Regions from separate parts of the Mus musculus genome. Here region 1 is linked to region 2. The links are chromatin contacts, called in public Hi-C maps. All regions are on one chromosome and are shown on one strand. The core of a region is the stretch at or near the end of the contact, and the rest is flanking DNA. Distances in the headings are between cores, read along the strand shown. Region 1 overlaps Fut10 (fucosyltransferase 10). Region 2 holds the start of Mak16 (MAK16 homolog).

Region 1 (3,211 bases), core at 208-2,707, 43 kb before region 2:
AGTGAGGGCATTGGGTACTGAGGGGCAGGAGAGACAGACAGTGAGAACAATGGGCCCAGTGGGCACAGTGGGTGCAGTGTGCAGTGAGCGCAGAGGGTACAAAGGGGTACAGTGGGTGTAGTAGGGTCAGTGGGCTCAATGGAGGCAGTGTGTGCAGTGGCTGCAGGGAGTGTAGGGCTACAGTGAGTGCAGTAGGTGCAGTGGGTTCAGTGGGGCAGCGGGGACAGTAGGAGCAGTGGAGGCAGAGGGCACCGTTAATGCAGTGGATGAAGTAGTGGGAGCAGTGAGTGCAGAGGGTGCAAGGGGATAGAGTGGGTATAGTGGGGTCAGTGGGCACAGTGCGTGCAGCGGAGGCAGTGGGTGCAGTAGAGGCAATGGGTGCAGTGGGCACAGTGGGGGCAGTGGGAACAGTGGGCATAGCAGGTGCAGTGGGCTCAGTAGATGCAGTGAGAGCAGTGGGCACAGTGCATGCAGTGGAGGCAGTGGGCACACAGGAAGCAGTGGGTGCAGTGTGCGCAGTGGGTGTAGCAGGCACAGTGCCTGCAGTGGAGACCATGGAGACAGTGAAGGCAATAGAGGTACTGGGGGTATGGAGGGTGGGCGTAAGAGCAAGCTCTCCTGAGGGGACTCTCTCCAGAGGACCTCACAGAAACTCGGAATAATTCTAAAGCTGGTTCCTGAGCTGTGAGCTGATAACTCCTTTCTCTACACGGGGAGCCACTCTGACCAAGAAACCCTCCCAAAATGTTTGCTTGTTTCCATATAAAATCAAGAGGAAGGTCCTGACAGAGTTCCCTTTACAGGCCAGCCACACAGAGTGTGGATATCAACCTAAATACTTCCCAGAAACCAACACACACATAATTAGGGTAACCGTTTCCAGCGCAGCTTTTCTGTGTGTGGTGCTGGGGGTGGAACCCAGAGCCCTCAAGTGAGCCAAGCTGAACTCTCCACCTCCCTCATAAAAATGTTAGTCCTCGTGTAACACAGGAGTAAAAAGAGACCATGCTCTCCTTACACAAGAAGAAGCTTTAAAAAATGTGGGGGGAGTCTCCGTGTCTTCTGAGTACATATCAGAAAGACAGATTTGTAAACCACGAGGCTAAGGTTAAAATTCAGATTAGCCGCCTGATGAATGGCCGACACTTACGACTGTAACCCGCAGAGCAGAATACATCCACCTTTCAAATGCGTTAAAGTGTAATCTTACCAGACAGACTTTGTTGTGTCTGTGACACAGGGCACTTTGGAAATGTTACTTCCTACCCTTCTCCTTCTTCCTCGTGTCTCAAGGTCCAGCCTGTGAGTCTCAAATCTCGTGGAGGGACAGAATTGCCACTCTCTATGTACTGTGAGCTCCCAGAGGAAAAGAAGCTGCTGGCCAGAACACAGCGGCTCCCATCCTCATGGACTAGCCTGTCTGCAGCATGACTGGGGCAGGATCCTTTCCAGCCCTGGAAAGGACCGCCGTGAATGAGGACACCCAGCCAGGGGCTAAGACATGCTCACAAACCTCACCAGCCTCCTCTCCTGAACTCCTGCTAGAACCTTCTCACTCTCACCCCATTTTTCTTCTGAACAGATCGTTCTCTGGCCTCTCGGTTTCCAAATTGACATTTCTCCCTCTCCTAGTCTGTTCCTAATTAAAGAGCCGGACAAGCCTGGTTTGCTAACCTCACAGAGGCTTCTACTCTGACAGCTCTCTGCTGCCCCCTCTTGTCATCATGTGGAACAGCTTACTCTTGCCACAAAACTCTTGATTAGGTTGGCCAGGGCAGCTCTTTCAGTGTTTGGCATGGGGGCGGGGGGGGGGGGGGGGGGGAGTATGTTCAGGACTAGAAATACAATAGGAAGTAAAATGGCAAAAGCCCTCATTTTTGTGAAGCTCACAGCACAGTAGGAAAGGCACCCAGCGATCAGTCACATGGTAAATGTTACATCAGAACTCAGAGGACTTGTGAGATGTTTTAAGGGCAGGCTAGACCTGGTCAGCAGGTTAGAGGAGGTGTCCTAGGGTAGTAGTGATACAGGCTGAGATTGAAGGATGAGTGGATGAGTGGAACAAAGAGAATTAGGGAGTAGAAGGAACATTCCAGAGGAGAAAGCAGCAGTGTGGTTTCAGATAGCAGGTAGCATGGTAATTACACGAGAAGAAAGGAAGTCAGCATGGATAGAGGCTGCGAAATGGGGAGCGAAGCAGCAGAAGAGGCAAGCAGCTGCATGCAAGACCACTAGAGCGTGCTGGGAGGAGGCACTGACCAGGGAAGAAGTTATGGTATTCAGGGGAGTCCGTGAAAATGGGCAAGAACCAGTATGCAGAGCTGAAAATTAGGAGAGATTGTGCTAAGGAGAAAGAGACAGCTCTGACATACTTTTGTGCAACTTTGGATATAAGAGAGCAACTGCTCATGGCCATGGGAAAAGGAACTACAAGTTGTGTTTTCTTTTTCATTCTCTTTGTTTTTGCTGTTGTTGTTGGTTTTCAAGAAAGGGTTCCTCGGTGTAGACCTGGCCCTGCCTGTCATGTAACTCACTCTAGACAGCAGGCTGGTCTTGAACTCAGAGATCCGTCTGTCTCTGCCTCCCAACTGCTGGGATTAAAGGCGTGCACCACCATGCCCTGGATGGCAGTCATGTTTTCTTTTTCTTTTTTCTTTTCCCCCCAATTTTTTATTAGATATTTTCTTCAATTACATTCCAAATGCTATACCCTCCCCCCGCCCTGATCCCCTACCCACCCACTCCCAATTCATGGCCCTGGCGTTCCCCTGTACTGGGGCATATAAAGTTGCAAGATCAAGGGGCCTATCTTCCCAATGATGGCCGACTGGGCCATCTTCTGTTACATATGCAGCTAGAGACATGAGCTCTGAGGGTACTGGTTAGTTCATATTGTTGTTCTACCTATAGGGTTGCAGACCCTTTCAGCTCCTTGGTACTTTCTCTAGCTCCTCCATTGGGGGCCCTGTGTTCCATCCAATAGATGAGAAAGACTATACACACTGTATAGCAGTGGTCTTTGCTTTTTCAGTGGGAACTAAATCTCTGGACTCCTGCTATGGGTGAGTGAAGATGAGAATGACGTCTTGGGTGCACCTGGAAGTGGAGTCCAGATAAGATTTGGCCTGGTCCCCAGTGCGTATGTGGTACTTCAGAGTGCTAATAAGACTTACTTACTGCATTCTGTGAAATAAGTTCAACTCTATGATCT
Region 2 (3,157 bases), core at 85-2,584:
CTTCATTATCTTTCCTTAAAAGGCACACACACCCTGATGCCACAACTTACTGCATTACCTCAATGTGATTCTCTACCTAATTATCACTTACTTCTACCGCATTCTCCCAATAAACCTTCCTTTCTTAAAAGATATTTTATTTACATTTCAAAGGTTATTCCCTTTCCTAGTTTCCCCTCCGAAAATCCCCTACCCCCTCCCCCTGCTCCCCAGCCCACCCACTCCCATTCCTGGCATTCCACTCCAGGCATTCCCTTATACTGGGGCATAGAACCTTCACAGGATCTAGGGCCTCTCCTCCCATTGATGACCGACTAGGCCATTGTCTGCTACATATAAACCTTTCTAAAAGAACCTGTCTCCACTAACTTACTTTGCGTTATCCTCATCGTTATCACCATTGCCAGCATCCGGCTATGACCTCCCTGTAAAACTCAAGTTGGTCTCAAGCTCCCGAACCAACCTCCCCACTAGCTGAGTGTTCACAGCTGCCTCGTTGCTTTTACAGCACTTAACAGTACTTAAACATTATATTATACAGTTTATGGTACAAGTCTCTGAATCCCATTGCTAAGTAAGGACCTTGAGGGTGTAGAACATTGTTCCCCTTCATTGCTCTGTCCGGGACTGTATTTGGCACATGACAATTTCTTCAAAATCACTTGAACTACTTAATGGCTTTCAAAAGGGAGAACTGGGGAAGCAACCCTCATTTTATTATCACTCCTGCTGACCTTTTAAAAGCACTTTCTCAGGCCTGGATAATGGCTCAGGAAGGAGTGTGAGTCTGGTAACCCGAGTTTGATCCTTACAGAAGGAGCAAGGGAGCGACAGTAGAATCTGTCCGTTTGGGGGTCACATGCATACAGGTTTTTTTCGTTTGTTATGTTGTTTCCCCATACGACACTGCCGTGTGTGTTTCAAAGTGAGAACGGAGATGGCTGCTAGAAGTTCCCGCGGGTTGGTAAAAGAGCTGACGGCTTCAGGCTTTCCAGGCACGCGGCCACGGCCAGAAATGGGACGGTAATTAGCATTAAAGCCCCGCGCGTGCACAAGTGACTCGGAGGGTGCGCCTTGGGTTAGAGAGGACAAAGAAGCCCCACTTTTTAGAGGTTTGGAGCTCGCGCAGAGACACAGCAAGCAGGACAAGACGATATGTGCGCTCCTAGGGCAAGGGCTGCCGGAGGCGAGCACGCCAGGATCCAAGCGTGCGCTGGCGCGGAAGCGCGCATGCTCACTGTGCCCGGGGACGTCACGGGCTTCTGGGACACTGAGACGTTCTCGCGATAGGTTAGTGGCTCTCCGGAAGTGGCTCCGCGGAAGAAGCGTGGCCGCTTCCCCGGTCCTTCCTAATGCGGCGAGCTGAGCTGCCGGCACCATGCAGTCGGACGACGTGAGTTTTCCTCCTCTCGCCTTGGCACCACTGGGTTTTGCGCGGCATTTCGCTCATTTAGGATTCAGTCCCGCACGCTCAGACGGCCCGTTTGTCTCCGCTTCTCCCGGATGGCGAGACTTGCAGAGCCCCGATTTCCGATAGTGGCTTCCCACGCGCGTGTAGAAGGCCAGGCCACCCCAGCCCCAGCCCGCCGGGTGGGCTTCCTTAGTCCCTAGTGCTTGGCAGTGAAGCCCTTTGTGCCAGCTGCCATCTGAACGGCAGTTGTCTCGGGGTGGCAAGGCGGGAGAGATGCGATGTTTAAAATCCGTGCTTAGGGAACTCCTCCATGAGCGCTACCTCTCCAGTGTTAGGCTTTTTATTTTGCTCTGCAGCCTGCCCGAGGCGTAGTTTCGGAAGTAAGACTTCGTTTGTCTGTTCACAGAGTTGTAAGTACATAGCCAGTATCCAACTGGTGTAGGTTCAGTGTGATGATTGGTTGTTAACAGTCGGGCAAAAGACATTTAAAAAAAACCAAAAAAACCTCTGCTCTCATGAGCACTCTGGGGATGGAGAATAACGGTACTATGAAAGAGGAGTAATGGAGAAAGAGCGGTAGATCAGTCACATTGGGCTAAAAACCCCAGAATTGGGACTGAGGCAGCCACTGAAGAGCCGTAGGAATAGTAAAGGTACAAAGATGAGAGATAGGGAAGGACTTGTTACAGGAATCCAGAGGATGAGGGGGAGACTGGATTTGATAGGCTTGCCCGGACAAGGTCAGGGAGAACCTTGAAGGAAATGGTTTCCAGGTCTTTTTTAGTGGGAACTAGGGAGAACTGTTGTATTTTTTTTTTTTTTTAATTTAAGAAGAGCGTGAAAATGAGAGTTGCACTGGGGTATGTTTACCATCGGGATCCTTTTAGAGATGCTAAGTGGGCAGCTGGGCGCACAGACAAATCCGGTGCCCAGGAAAGAGGTGTGACCAAATGATGTGTAAGAGGTCTGACCACGAAGCTGAATAATACACCCACTCCACTTCTCGTTTCCTACAATCCTTACCCCTGTGTGTTTTATTCTTTGGCCCTTCGTTCTTCCCCCCTTTAACTGCTCTAGGGTCCTTCTTGGCTCTTCAGTGCAGTCCATCTAGAGACCTTTATGCTCACACACACACCCCCATATGTGGCTTTAGTGATTGCAACTTGATGCACCGTTTTTATATACTATGCACTTCACCAGGTTCCGGGATGTAAGGACCGTAGGATTGTTCTCATCCAGCAAACGCCAGGGTTTGTGTTTGGAGACGGCAGTGCCTTTACTTTAGAGTGCAGAACACATTAGAGAGACAAGGTAGAAGGTAATAAGGTTGTGATGATGGTGTGTATATCTAAGTATCTAGTGCTGTGCAGAATTGGACAATGGATAATGAACACATGTAAAAAAAGTTACAATGTAAATGTGATAGGGCTCATTTTGTTCACACTATACATAAGGGCATACTACAGATGCTAGAATGTATGTATGTATTGAAAATAATTCTGGGGAAGTAGTTACTAACTATAAATGAACTTCTGTTGCTGAGTAATAGGGTATGGTCGTATCTGCATTTAGGTTTTTCTTGCGACTTTGTTGTTGTTTATAAGAATATATGTATTCATGTTAGGGGACGAGCGAGGCCTATTAAAAGATAGCTCTATCTTTTCATTCCCTAAAGACCCTTTCCTCACTGTGACACCCAGCAATGTGCTCTGACATGGTCCTCATCATCTTGTGTGTTTGTGCTTT

The links. Hi-C and Micro-C count contacts between places; a contact is called where the count stands out from the background.
Region 1: a contact with region 2 is called in a Hi-C map of uterus, with 2.4 times the contacts expected there. The contact joins the enhancer-like site here to the promoter of Mak16 in region 2. A contact is called at or near these places in 5 of 39 promoter capture datasets (the C10 cell line, the HPC-7 cell line, embryonic stem cells and 2 more), 10 of 484 Hi-C or Micro-C datasets (differentiating embryonic stem cells, embryonic stem cells, forebrain and 6 more), 3 of 115 datasets of contacts at active chromatin or transcription factors (astrocytes and embryonic stem cells) and 3 of 9 other capture datasets (adipose tissue, liver and pancreatic islet).

What each region holds. Positions count from the first base shown.
Region 1 is chr8:31,210,022-31,213,232 of GRCm38.p6, reverse strand. All of the region lies in intron 3 of Fut10 (fucosyltransferase 10), which reads right to left. Among named protein-coding and RNA genes, the nearest start is that of Fut10, 24 kb to the right of the region's middle. Within about 2 kb of position 1,457, at least 38 of the 459 cell types and tissues checked have an H3K27ac peak or open chromatin away from gene starts, as enhancers often do. A contact at or near this core is called in muscle stem cells and uterus, where this site is marked.
Region 2 is chr8:31,166,901-31,170,057 of GRCm38.p6, reverse strand. Mak16 (MAK16 homolog) reads left to right here and starts at 1,334. Exons shown (of 10, transcript NM_026453.3): 1 at 1,334-1,393. The coding sequence starts at 1,379.